Linked DNA regions of Gossypium hirsutum: regions 1, 2 and 4 are each linked to region 3. Evidence: chromatin contacts called from public Hi-C data. All regions are on one chromosome and are shown on one strand. Each heading gives the region's core, a stretch centred on a gene start, on an enhancer-like site or on the middle of the called end of the contact. The rest is flanking DNA. Distances are from core to core; before and after follow the strand shown. Region 1 holds the start of LOC107902015 (COP9 signalosome complex subunit 5b). Region 2 holds the start of LOC107902018. Region 3 holds the start of LOC107902006 (protein CUP-SHAPED COTYLEDON 1). Region 4 holds the start of LOC107900430 (flowering-promoting factor 1-like protein 2).

Evidence for each region. Hi-C and Micro-C count contacts between places; a contact is called where the count stands out from the background.
Region 1: a contact with region 3 is called in a Hi-C map of leaf, with 3 times the contacts expected there. The contact joins the promoter of LOC107902015 here to the promoter of LOC107902006 in region 3. A contact is called at or near these places in 11 of 34 Hi-C or Micro-C datasets (callus, hypocotyl, leaf and 1 more).
Region 2: a Hi-C map of leaf shows a contact between it and region 3, with 4 times the contacts expected there. The contact joins the promoter of LOC107902018 here to the promoter of LOC107902006 in region 3. A contact is called at or near these places in 2 of 34 Hi-C or Micro-C datasets (both in leaf).
Region 4: a contact with region 3 is called in a Hi-C map of leaf, with 2.5 times the contacts expected there. The contact joins the promoter of LOC107900430 here to the promoter of LOC107902006 in region 3. A contact is called at or near these places in 8 of 34 Hi-C or Micro-C datasets (hypocotyl and leaf).

The regions. Positions count from the first base shown.
Region 1 is chrD06:26,779,302-26,782,464 of Gossypium_hirsutum_v2.1, reverse strand. LOC107902015 (COP9 signalosome complex subunit 5b) reads left to right here and starts at 1,705. Exons shown (of 6, transcript XR_001685551.2): 1 at 1,705-2,193; 2 at 2,307-2,588; 3 at 2,672-2,819; 4 at 2,890-2,963; 5 at 3,038-3,122. LOC107902014 reads left to right here. Exons shown (of 3, transcript XM_041095444.1): 3 at 426-623. The coding sequence ends at 462.
Region 2 is chrD06:26,725,846-26,729,075 of Gossypium_hirsutum_v2.1, reverse strand. LOC107902018 reads left to right here and starts at 1,555. Exons shown (of 4, transcript XM_041095435.1): 1 at 1,555-1,899; 2 at 2,484-3,230. The coding sequence starts at 2,601. LOC107902016 (plasma membrane ATPase 4) reads left to right here. Exons shown (of 16, transcript XM_016828230.2): 14 at 1-48; 15 at 136-317; 16 at 394-718. The coding sequence ends at 490.
Region 3 is chrD06:27,148,408-27,151,934 of Gossypium_hirsutum_v2.1, reverse strand. It overlaps LOC107902006 (protein CUP-SHAPED COTYLEDON 1), which reads left to right and starts at 1,606. Exons shown (of 3, transcript XM_016828203.2): 1 at 1,606-1,823; 2 at 2,346-2,626; 3 at 2,762-3,527. The coding sequence starts at 1,652. The coding sequence ends at 3,274.
Region 4 is chrD06:26,805,112-26,808,741 of Gossypium_hirsutum_v2.1, reverse strand. LOC107900430 (flowering-promoting factor 1-like protein 2) reads left to right here and starts at 1,777. Exons shown (of 1, transcript XM_016826029.2): 1 at 1,777-2,453. The coding sequence starts at 1,855. The coding sequence ends at 2,154.

The sequences.
Region 1 (3,163 bases), core at 456-2,955, 370 kb after region 3:
CAGTTTTTTAGATAATTAATGATATTTGGCCTGCATTAGAACAGCTTCTGCGGTTAGCCATGGTATCTAAAGAGAAGTTCGGAATGAAACAAATTTGTGATGCAACTAGTACCATAAATGATAGAATTTGTTTCAGCTTCATAATTGTGCATGGTGTAGCTGCATGCTATGTAAACTAGCTTGATTTTTCATGCATCATTGCTGTTGGCTACTGAGCGATAGGTCCACATTATATGTTGTAGATTTCTTTCTTCTTCAACATCATCGTCCATGAGTAAAAGTGAGCAGTGAAAGCTATAGAAGTCGACGCAACGCAGTTGTTATGTTGACATGCCTAGCTTGTTAGGGTTACGCAACCTCAGTATCTAGTTTCATGATTTTATTTTCCTCGGAAGTTTAATTTCTGGTTTTTCATGATTTTACAGTTCACCAAGACGTCGCTCCCGCTTTTATGACAATTGAAGCGAAGCGTTAATCGTGTAGAAGTGGAAAGCAAATTAGACACATTGGTGCAGGGCCAGCAGATAGTTTTAGATTTGAAAACATGTGAAAAGAATATATGATTGAACTTCTTATGGTTGTGGTTAGATTTGAATTTCAAAGAAGTGGAATTTAAAGTTAAATTATTCGTATATGGTTGATAATTGCCAGTTGAGAAGTCGCCATCATAGTTTTTTATTTCTCATACAGTCATACTGTTATATTAATATGCCTGAAAATGACTTTTTGTTGTTACATAGTGTTTGGTATCCACATTTCTCTTACGATTTTCCATTTGTAGATACTTTTTTTTTCTTCTTCTTTGGCTCAAATAAAAAAAAAAAAAACTCTCACATATGGTCTAAGAATGCTTCTTTATTTAAATGTTTGTTATACTTAAGTGGAAGATGTTAGGAAGAAAAACTAAACACTTGTAAGATATGTGAGCCATAAATGGATATAAAAATTGTTTCCTTTGGCTCCCTATCATTAGAAATAAATTTTGTAGATGCCAATTTTTTATTATATGGTTTGTAGTGTCTTTTAAGTTGGATCGATCAATTAGATTGGAACTACTCGAGTATTGAACTTGAATAATGAACTATTTGAAACTATTTGAATTGGGTTAAAAAATTAATTATTTTTATTTTCTAATGTTTTTCATTTTATGATTTTTTTAATGATTTATTTGATTAAATGAGATAAACTGGTCGGACCAATCAATTTGAAAATTGATGATCTGTTCAATTTGACCAAAACTTTACTGATTTATTTGACTGTTATGGTTTATTTCATTCCCACTCGTGTAGTAAATAAAAATGTGATACCAATTGCTGATGCCTAAATATTAGGCTTGATTAAGTTGTTATTGCTGCCGGATATTGTAGGTGAAGCAATGGACATGGCCAAGTACATGAAAACGCATCCTCCATGTCCAATTTTTAAAGATGAAACATGATACATATTCATATTTTTTTAGAAAGTCTATTAACGAAAACTAATCTTTTTAGGGCCGAACATAAAATTTTTGTCTGAAAATGCAATGTTGCTGGTAATTTGTGTTTCTTTCAGTCATTGAGCAAAGCTTTTGTATGCACCGCATCGTCAGATTTTGATTATGCAATCAATAATAATTAGGAGCAAGTACAACATAAAAGGCCAAGCCCATTAAAAACCAAAAGTTTTGGGGGCAACCGATAATAACGGGACTAAAACAGGCGACAGTTTCGATCCCTTTCTTTCAGGTAGGTTGATATATAGAAAAAGAAAAAGCATGGGCATGGGAATGGCCTTGGGTCAGTAAGTTGCGAGTGCGAGTGCAAGTACAGAAGAATGGATTCCGCAATAGCCCAGAAAACGTGGGAGTTAGAGAACAATATACTAGCAGTGGAAGCGCCTAACCCTTCATCCGACTTCATATTTTACTACGACGAGGTGGCTCAAGCCATGTCCCTCAAAGCCAAGCCTTGGGGCAATGATCCCCACTTTTTCAAACGCGTTAAGATCTCCGCCCTCGCTCTCCTCAAGATGGTCATCCACGCCCGCTCTGGTGGCACCATTGAGGTCATGGGCCTCATGCAAGGCAAGACCGGTGGCGATGCCATCATTGTCATGGACGCCTTTGCTTTGCCTGTTGAAGGCACAGAAACCAGGGTCAATGCTCAGGCCGATGCCTACGAGTATATGGTCGATTATTCCCAGACCAACAAGCAGGTCCTCCTTTCTTTTTAACATTTGTTGTCAGTCATACCCTGTAATGAAAATCATACATGCATGATAACATGTTGTCTGTCTTACATATGAAAATGGTTTCTGTTGGTTCATAGGCTGGTCGATTAGAGAATGTTGTTGGATGGTACCATTCTCATCCAGGGTACGGTTGCTGGCTCTCTGGAATCGATGTTTCAACCCAAATGCTTAACCAGCAATTTCAGGAACCTTTCCTGGCGGTTGTAATTGATCCAACCAGGACTGTTTCTGCTGGAAAAGTCGACATTGGTGCTTTCAGGACATACCCTGAAGGTTATAAACCTACTGATGATCCCATCTCAGAGTACCAAACCATTCCTCTCAACAAAATCGAAGACTTTGGCGTCCACTGTAAACAGGTCGTTATCATATAATCTTTCACTTTTAATTTTCTTTTCCTGGACTGCTCCTCCTCTCACTTACTATGTCTTTTTTCTTGCAGTATTATGCTTTGAATATCACTTATTTCAAGTCCTCTCTTGATTGTCATCTCTTGGATTTGTTATGGAACAAGTACTGGGTCAATACCCTTTCTTCTTCACCTCTTCTTGGCAATGGAGATTATGTTGCTGGACAACTTTCAGATTTAGGTATTTCTTTCTTGTGCACATAGTATATGCACATGAAATTGTGACCAACTTTGTTGTTTATTTCCATCAGCTGAAAAGCTGGAGCAAGCAGAGAATCATTTGACACATTCTCGTATTGGTCCCCTGGGGACCTCTCGAAAGAAGGTCGGTATTATCTTTGTCATTTCTACGTTCTCTCAATCTATTTCAAGGACAAATGACTAAATATACAATGTCAGATACCAGGAAGAATCACATCTTGGTAAGATTACGAGAGATAGTTCAAAGATAACAGTAGAGCAAGCCCATGGTTTAATGTCACAGGTGACTGAGTTGTTTCAGATTCAAAGAAATAGCACGCCATA
Region 2 (3,230 bases), core at 306-2,805, 420 kb after region 3:
CGCTATGTTCTTAGTGGAAAGGCTTGGGATAACCTTTTGGAGAACAAGGTACGATTAGAGTCCTCCTTTGTGCAAATTTGCCTATATTTCTTGGTGATTTGATTGATGTTTGGGTCTCATTGAAAACCATTGCAGACTGCCTTCACTACGAAGAAAGATTACGGGAAAGAGGAAAGGGAAGCACAATGGGCAGCTGCGCAGAGGACTCTGCATGGCCTTCAACCACCTGAAACCACAAGCATTTTCAATGAAAGGAGCAGTTACAGGGAACTTTCAGAAATCGCAGAGCAGGCCAAGCGCAGGGCTGAGGTTGCAAGGTGAGATATCTAATAATATTTTCTTGCAAAATATGTGAAGTGAGATGTTTAATGAAATGGGGATTTCATGGTGTAGGCTGAGGGAGCTGAATACACTGAAGGGGCATGTTGAATCAGTCGTTAAGCTCAAGGGGCTTGATATCGATAACATTCAGCAGCATTACACCGTTTAAAGATGGATGTTATTTCCCCTCCAAGAAAAAAAGGAGTTATAATGACGAACAATCACCCCGGATATTAATATTAATATTGTTATCAATCGGCTTATAGTAGTAGTATAGATTTAGGATAATTTTCCTTTTTCCTAAATGTCGGAATTTGTGTTCATTGTGATTACCTCTTTGGGATGCAGAAAGGTTAATTAATAACATCATCTAATCCAAGGCTCTTTGTTTGCTCAACGTTTTTATCGTCTGATGCATACACCCTTGCTTCATCAAACCCAATTCTGCTATCTGGCCAACTTGGTAAATGAGGATGAGCATTAAACTAGTCCAATACAACAGGAGGAAATTACCACTCTTGATTTTTTTCAGTTTCACATATGCATGTTATAGCCCAAATTCTCAAAACAAATATTTGCAAAATAGAAAATAAATTTACGAAGAAAAAGAAAACAGGATGAGAAAGAGCGATAAAGAAGACAGACATGCATTTAATAGGATTTTAATACGTCTAATTATGCCCTCAGTCTATGTACTCTTTATAATTTTTTAAATTTAGTCCCTTTGCTTTTACTGTCAAGAATTTATTCTCTTATCGTCTGAATTAGACAATTGATAATTTGAATGAGTTCACAAGGGGAGCCTATTAATTGTGTTTTCAATTGAACTTGGATTGATATTAGAGGGGAAACAAAATTGATAAAATTTTTAATTCAAATTATAAAAAAGTTAACCAAGTTGAGTATCCCTTTCTTTTCTTCAAAATTTACCTCAACTTGTGGAAATATTAGGGAAAGGAAATCAAACAAAATTTTATAATCATTTACAATGTAGAGTATATAGTTTGTCCTCATCACTTTTAACATGGTTTTTCTTAAAAAAACTTATAATTGCAAAAAAAAATTTAATATTATTTGTTTATTTAAATAAAAATTGGTAAAACTTTATACAAAAATTACATCACTTTTCTTTACTAATTTTAAGTATCCAAATAAGATTATTTTTCCTTTCCTTTTGAGAGTATTAATCCGAACAGAAAGCTAATTTATAAATCTACCGAGGGATTAAAATCCTAAAATTAAAAGAATAAAGACTAAATTTCAAAAGTCTAACTACTACAAGGACTGGAAGAAAATTAAACCATTTATAGAAACTAAAATAGCAGCAGTGGGCTAGCGATCGATCGATCTAGTAACACAAAAACAAAACAGAGAGGAGCTGAAATAATAATACCAAATCAAGAAGAAGGGAAAGCTCGAAAATTTTGGGAGGAAATGCAGTCATTCTCAATTACACACACAAATTATTGTAAATAAAGAAGAAGAAAAAAATCGAGGCTGCCTGCCATCAATCCATCCCCTAAACAACAACTCAGTGGCACTCGATTTCTATGCAATTCTTCAAGCAAGTTGTCCAAGGTCAGCTATCAATCTTTTAACCCTTCTATTTTTTTCATTGCTTTGGAGCTTGTTTTTCGGTGTTCATTCTACTTTTTTGCCTCTGTAATTCCTGCACTGTGCTCTGCTCTTATCCTACCAGCTCCACTGATCTCATTCCTCCCAACTTCATATTTTCAATTCCGAACTCTTTTTTCATTGCCTATAATTAAAAAAATTATCTTGTAGGTTTTAATTGCTGCGGTGATTTTAGTTTACGGTTCGCGGGGTTGAGACGACGCTCTCTTGTTTCTTTTGAGTTTCGTTGATTCCAACTCTAGGGTTTTGATTCGTTATGGAATTTCGGCTTTGTTTAGTGGGGTTTCTATCAACTACTAAAGTGGAGTTTGATCCTTAGGGTTTTGGTTCTGCAAAAATGAGATTTGGGTTTACATTGTATGGTTTCAACTTGGGTCAATTTCGGCATGTTTGGAAACTGCAATAATTCTATCCACCTTGGAAACTCTTGGGTTCTTTTTTTTTTTTTTTGGTCTCTCTCTAGGATTTTCAGGCTTACTGCTTTACTTTCTATATGCATAGACTGAGAGTTTGGTTGGCATTGTAAGGTATGCAAAGCGGATTTGGACTTGTTTGGTGTTGGAGAAAACTGTAAATTGGGTTTGGAAACGGGTTTCAGTGGTTTTGTAGTTCTGTGAATGGTGTAGGAATCTGTTTATCGAGCAATGCAATCCCAGCAGGGCTCCAGAATTGACTTAGGTGAACTGAAAGCTCAGATAGTGAAGAAGATTGGAGCTGAGAGGTCAAAAAGGTACTTTTATAATTTGAGTAGGTTTTTAAGCCAGAAGCTCAGTAAATGCGAGTTTGATAAGTCGTGTTACTGCATTATTGGGAGGCAGAATCTGTCACTGCATAATCAGTTGATACGTTCAATCTTGAAAAATGCATGTCAGGCTAAGACTCCACCACCGGGTCCCGTGATATCTTTGATACAAACTGTGGAGAGGTCTCCTGGTAGAGAAGATGCACATGAAGTGTCTGGATCCCTTGTTCCCAACCACAATCAAAATGCAGACATTTGGTCAAATGGGGTTTTTCCAGTGTCATCCCCACGAAAGGCTAGGTCTGGAATATGGGATAGAAAGCCAAGGGATAGACCAAGCCCACTCGGGCCAAGTGGGAAGGCTGAGAGTGTTTCACATCATTCAATGGGGATGGAAGACAATGTCAGTAAGTTGGGTATCGAAAATGGTGATTTGACTCCTTATGATTATCAGAGACCAGTGCAGCATCTTCAAGCAGTTGCTGAGCTGCCTGAAATTGTAAGAGGTCTGGTGCACTCTGCAGAAAAACCA
Region 3 (3,527 bases), core at 357-2,856:
TCTACATAATCCTTTCTTTCTTCCCTTCTTCTCCCTTTATAGATATAAATATATATTTCATTCAGAGTTGATTTTCTGTCGTATCAATTACGATCCATGTCCAAATGCATATGTGTATATATGTACATACCAGGAAAGACGTAACAATGAGCTTGCCTCTTAATTAATATTAATATGTTGAAGTGTTTGACAAGTAGCATGCCATTGCCAACCATGAATCTCCTGTTATCTCTACTGCCTTTTACTTTTATCATTATCCTTCAATCATTCTTCTCGAAAGTTTTACCCTCCATATATGCATACGTTGATTTTAATAAAACAAAAGTCGTCGTGAAATTATTTTTAACAACTTTAGAGAATGCCAACACGTATTGGAGAGTCGTGCTGAATATGTGAATGCAAGCTTCATATATATAAAAATAATATAAAATGAGCTCAAAATCTTAATTTATAACTGAGGAATAACAATATGATTGAAGATGAAGAGTTAAATTCTATTTGAACAAGTAATTTAACAAAAACCATAAACCTAATATATGTATGCACATAAAAAGCAAAGGAGGCGAAACATGAGCAGCAGAAGTGGGAGAAATGAAGGGAATCGAGGAGAGTGGTCTAATAAATGTTGGATATTTCCTTGATTCCTTCATTTTTCTATGGCAGCGGTTGTCGACCCAGGAACACCCCTGGCCCCTTAGTCTAAACAATTCAAAGGAGATGGATCATCACGTGTCTTTGTTACACATATTATTAATTATAATATAAACAAACATGCTGTTTATATTAATAGCAGCTGCTGAGTGAGTGAGTGAGTGCATTGTCTAATTTCCATCATTTATCTTGCTTAATTATAGAGATGCTACATCCCATAACCATAACCAAGATAAATATATACACACACGACTTGTTGAACTTCGTTTGCTCTAGCCAGCAAATATATAAAATTGGTTCTGGTAGAAATATTCATTTACTTGTGAGCAGTAGAAAAACAAGCTAATTTGACTGGATCTAAGCTCCAGGACAAGAGGGCAATGGCGTAAATATCAGAAAAGGGATTTCTTATATGACTAAGCATATTGTTATTTTAGAATTAAATAAAAAGATTATAGTAAATAAATAAATAAAATATAAAGGACGTGGACAAAATATATAGTGTACCTTCAAAGTGAAGACCCATAGTAGGTGAGAGCTTCATAGATACACACCCTGCAAGAATCATGATATATGGTTTAAATCCTTCCTTTTCTTTCTTTCTTTCTTGTGCATGCTATTGCTAGCAAAGTAAGAAAACCAACCAGCTGCCTTCTATTCTTTTTTTTTTTAAAACACTTTTGTTTATGATATATATATATATATATAAGCAGCGAAACCTAATCGAAGAATTTGTTATTCAATACTTGTTTCTTTTTGTTTTTGTTTATCTTGTTTGCAAGTAAGCTACTTAGGTTTTCAACGTTGCTTGCTTCATTTCTGTTATTTGGGAAGGAAATTAATCGCCGTACTCTTTTTACTTCTCCTTGCTTGCTTCCTCCTTTGTCTATTGCCTATTGGTTTTTTTTTCTTTTTCAATTTGTTTTACAATATTATATATTTTATACAGGAGCAAATTAAATAGAAGAAAAGCAGAAATTATTGAAAGGAAAAAATAAGAATGGAAGGAGATAAGGGAAAGGAAGAAACGTTGCCACCAGGATTTCGGTTTCATCCAACTGATGAAGAGCTCATCACTTTCTATCTTGTAAACAAGATTTCAGATGCTAACTTCACTGGAAGAGCAATTGCCGACGTTGATCTCAACAAATGCGAGCCCTGGGACCTTCCTGGTACTTTAACCTACCTATATTTCCTTTGTTTACTTTCTCCATAAAACAAATATATAGATCCATACCTTCATACGTTTCGCATCTTTGAATCATGTTTAGTCTTCTGAAACAAATTATGAAAAGGCCAAATTCAGTTATATTTATGTTCTTTCTTCCAATATGGAAAGGCTGCAGCTATCAACATAGGTAAGTTCTATACATAACTTGCTTTCTTTAATCTCAGGAAAAATATTTTATTAAAGAAAAAGGAAGTTTACGACAAAATTAGAGTTGCAGTGTAAATTGCTTTTTTTGGTTTACCTACTGCTTTTCAAATTAAGAAGCTTGAATTAATGGATAAACTTGCATTATCATTTCTTCTAGCATATTATACTTACATGTATGTATATATATGTATATTCTTTAAGAAACAAAGAGATAATCTTTGCATATATATATAATAATTATTGTATGAGATGAGCTGACTACTGATATTGTATATATGATGGATCTTACCAAACCCTAATCTGGAGTGATCAACAGGGAAGGCAAAAATGGGAGAAAAAGAGTGGTACTTTTTCAGCCTTCGCGATCGAAAATACCCAACTGGTGTAAGAACAAACCGAGCAACCAACACAGGTTACTGGAAGACCACGGGAAAGGACAAGGAGATCTTCAACAGTAACAGTAGAGTCACATCAGAGTTGGTTGGGATGAAGAAGACCTTAGTGTTTTACCGAGGGAGAGCTCCTAGAGGGGAGAAAACCAATTGGGTCATGCATGAGTACCGTATTCACTCTAAATCATCTTTTAGAACTAACAAGGTACGGACCCCCTTCACCATCTGCCCATCTGCTACTTTTGATTTTACTATATATTCATTAATTACCTAATATTATATCAGTTCAATTCCTAATCTGACATTAATAAAGTCCATGCCATGCCCGTTGTAACTTCAGCAGGAGGAATGGGTGGTCTGCCGCGTGTTTCAGAAGAGTGCGGGGTTGAAGAAGTATCCGTCAGCCTCAAATCAATCCAGAGCTGCAGTGAATCCCTACAATTTAGATATAGGAGGAGGAAGTCTGTTACCAATGATGCAGGCGGAGAACTATCACTTGTCTATGGGAGCGGAACTTTCAAGGGTTCTAAGGGGTGGTCCTAGCTGTAGTGCCAATCTACCTATTCCATCCCAAATCAACTATCCAGTTCCAGGAGGGTTTACTATATCCGGACTAAATTTAAATCTTGGAGGAGGCTCCACGCAGCCTGTGATGCGACCAATGCAACCTCCCCAACCTCCACCAATGCTGCAGCACCAAGACGTTACGCCCTCTTTGATGAACACCGCTACTTTTGGCGCGGAGGGTGGCTATGGTGCAGAGATCACCACTCAGAATGCAAATGGGCCGACCAACAGATACTTGAGCATGGACCATTGCATGGACTTGGATAACTATTGGCCCACGTACTAATGGACAATGCAAAATCCAATGTCCCCAAGCATGCTTTTTGTTTTTAGTATTAGTCAGTGGTTAAGTTTGGTAGTATATGTTTTAAATTGGAATAGTTTGGGGAATTTAATGGGTCATCTTCTCATAGATAATAAGGAATTTATATGCTCTAGCCTAAAACTGGGCCTCTTTCTGTTTTTGTATGTCTCAACTCTCTCAATCATGGATGGTTGCAGAAAATGAATATCATCATCTGTAACCTACTTTCTTTTAT
Region 4 (3,630 bases), core at 528-3,027, 340 kb after region 3:
ACTTTTTATTATTAATATTTTATTAAAAATACTTTCTATTAATATTTTAATAATAAATATATATTATAATTTATAAGTATTTAATAATAAATATTTTATGATAATATTTTAATTGTATAAATATGGCTATTTGTTTAAATCCAATTGAGATTCCTGTATTCCTTTCCTCCACTCTCGTACATTTAACTTTGAATTTTAATTAGGTATTTGTTACCATTAACTTTTTATAAGATAAAATAGTTATTTTTAGATAAATTTTGGTTGTTAAAAGATAATTTTTCAATAATATTTTGTAACAAATATAATTTATATTGTATTTATTTTATTTAAAGAATTTTAAAAAAATAATTTAAGAAAAATTTTCCAAAATGAATATGTATGTGTTAATGTTATTTCATGGCGCTCTGAATTAACAGTCTAGTTCAAAAAATATTTTATAAAAATTGGACTTGGTCTTAATTCTCAAGAAAATCTAAATAAATTAGTAAATATTGAATGTAATAATAAGGTACTAGCATCTTAACAAAAAAAATATTATTATTAAAAATAATAGTCACAGTTTATGAATCCTACACAGAATAAAAAAATTATCCAAACAACTGTAAATGGGGAAAATACAAGAAAGGAAAAGAAAAGTAGAGTTCATAATGTAGCATAGGATGGATATCGAAGACAAAGTACATGGTAATGATAGATTTGACTAGACGGGCATGAAGGACCATCCAGCTAGCTACCCCATGTGATGCCATGTGGGTTATGTTGCATTTTTTACCAACTAAAAACATTGAGGATAAATTTCTAGTCTCTCATATAAAGATGACTAAAACGTAATGTTGTGGTCCTGTTTTCACTTTGCTGCTTTAGGCTCCAATGATTTTCGAATTGACTTTAATATCTATATCAACATTAGTTTTTAATTAATTAGATTTCCATTTCCTGGTGTTCACACAAGTTTTCATTCATTATTGGTAGGATCATATTTATACAAGTACGGTAATTAGAGCGGATAGATATCTAGTAGTGGGACAGGCAAGGGTCCTACCCTCTTAAGAATAGAAATTTGTCTCTTTACATCAAAAATTCATTTATAACTTCTTCAAAATAAAAATAGTAAAAGTTTATGTTAATCCAATATCAACTTTTCGATAGTATGGCCATTTTTCAGTCATCAAAACTCAAAACCCTATTTGTAGCAATATAATTAGTTGATGTTTAATGAAATCTAAGGAAGGGGGGGGGTAGGGTATCTTCTGCCTTCCACCAAAATCAGTCCAAGGACAAAAATTGTGCGGCGTGCGGCTTTCTTTCACGTGGACATCTCGTGATGTTAATAATAAGTGAGCTGGCTTCAACCAGCGATAGAATATGCAGACATACCTTCCACTGCCATACTTTTCAAAACGATTCCAGTGAGTCACCCTATTATATAACATAAAACAAGATTCCATGCTCTAAAAGCAATGAAAACTTACATAACATACATATACATATATTATTATAAATAAGAAAAATTAGATTCTTTGTCAATCTAAAACCACACCCCCACGGATGGTATGTGTACCCTAAATTACATCCTAAAGGCATCCATGTACCCTGTTATTTAAACCCATGGTCTCCCACAATATCTGGATTCTCTACCAAAACCAAACATGTCCATCATCAACTCTTCTTTCTTTACCTTTCCATATCATTATTTCATGCTCCTCTTGTTTTAATGTGTCCCCCTCGACACACACATTTATTTATGTATATATATAGACCCCATCACCTCCCCTTCTTCCCTCACCACCAACAACCTACAGTAGTTTTCTTTCTTCTTAATTCCCCTTTATAGAAAAGAAAAACAAAACAAAAATGTCAGGAGTGTGGGTGTTTAACAATGGTGTATACCGGTTGGAAAGCAGTCCGAAGAGAAGGGTGTTGGTACACTTACCATCAGGTGAGGCAGTATCATCCTACTCATCTCTTGAGAATATATTGAGAGGATTGGGGTGGGAGAGGTACTACGGGGGTGACCCTGACTTCTATCAATACCACAAGCACTCTTCCATTGACCTCATTTCACTTCCTAAGGACTTTTCCAAGTTCGGCTCCGTTCACATGTATGACATTGTCGTTAAGAATCCCAATGTCTTCCACGTAAGGGATATGTAAGCTACGTACCTTAGTATATGCACTGCAGCCTTCAGCTCGATCTCTGTTTTCTCCCCCGTTTCTGAGGCTGCTTTTATTTCATATGTTAGGCCAATATATATATATACCATAGTGTGTGTGTGTGTGTGTGTGTTTAAAATCGGTTCCACTAGGATTTTAGCAGGTCTCTCCTCTTTACGACCTGCTATAGCTAGTTGGTATAATAAAGTGGACTAGTTAGTGTCTGTGTTGTGTATGTATTTATGGCTTGCTTTGTTTGATGTCCGTATGTACATATTTGCGATCTTTAATAATAATGAAGTCATGGAGTTGACAGCAGTTTAAGATTGCATCACAACTTTATGCCATGTCAGCCTGCAGCAGTTGTTTTGTCGAGAGACATGACAGCTAAAAAGTGTGAGCCCCGCATAATCAGTTTATCATTTCTTCTTACCATTTGCTGCTAAATTTCATCAAACATATACTCTTTTAATCATCACACAAAACTTTGATTTCGAAAGGGTTAATTTTAAGATTGTAAATATAAATATGGAAAATAAATTCAACTGTAAAAATTAACAAAATATTATCTCCTAGTAGATAATCTATTCTATTCTGAAATAATGGCTACATGGGTTTCGATAAACTAACAAATTTAATTGAGAAAAAGAATGATTTTGTTAACCAGTTTGCATTCTAAAACTAATAAATACATTGGAAAATTACACAACTATTTTCTTTTCAAACTAATAACAGTTTCTAGTGCATGATCACATACACCAAGTCTGATAAAATGAAGGAGAAGTTGAGAATAAATAAAAAAGGAATTATCCCAAAGGATTAAACTTAAAAATATTCCTCTTTAAATTAATCTTAAAGAGAGAACAATCAATTGACAAATAGACAAAATGAGAATATTGATTATATATATGAGATATTTGGAGAGCTAATTGATGCTCGAAATTTCTTTTAATTGATTCACTTGCTCAACTCTATCTAATTAACTCAAATAATTTGGAACATATTTTCTCACTGAAAGTATTGGTCACATTTTGCTATTATCCCCTATACTATGCATAAATTATTGATGGAGTCCTTCTATTATTACTTGATCATTTTTAATTTATGTATTTTTGGAATTTTGAAACTCTAGTCTGGACACAAACGGTATCAATTAAATTTATTAGGCAAAATTCTACTATTAGTTGTCTATTCTCCAATTTGATCATTTCTAATTTTTTTAAAAAGTTTGAAATTTCAATCTCGACTAAAACAATAGACATTAATTGATTAGCTAAAATATCATAGTTTTCCTAAGAGAATTTTATGAAAATAACAAGTTGACATGACATAATATATTTGTCGCACAAAATTTTGAAAGTAATATAATTTAATGACTATCATTTAGATAGAATTGAAATTTCAAATTTTTAAAAAATCAAATTAAAATATAAAGATTAAATTTACAATTTATACATTATACAAGGACAGATATAA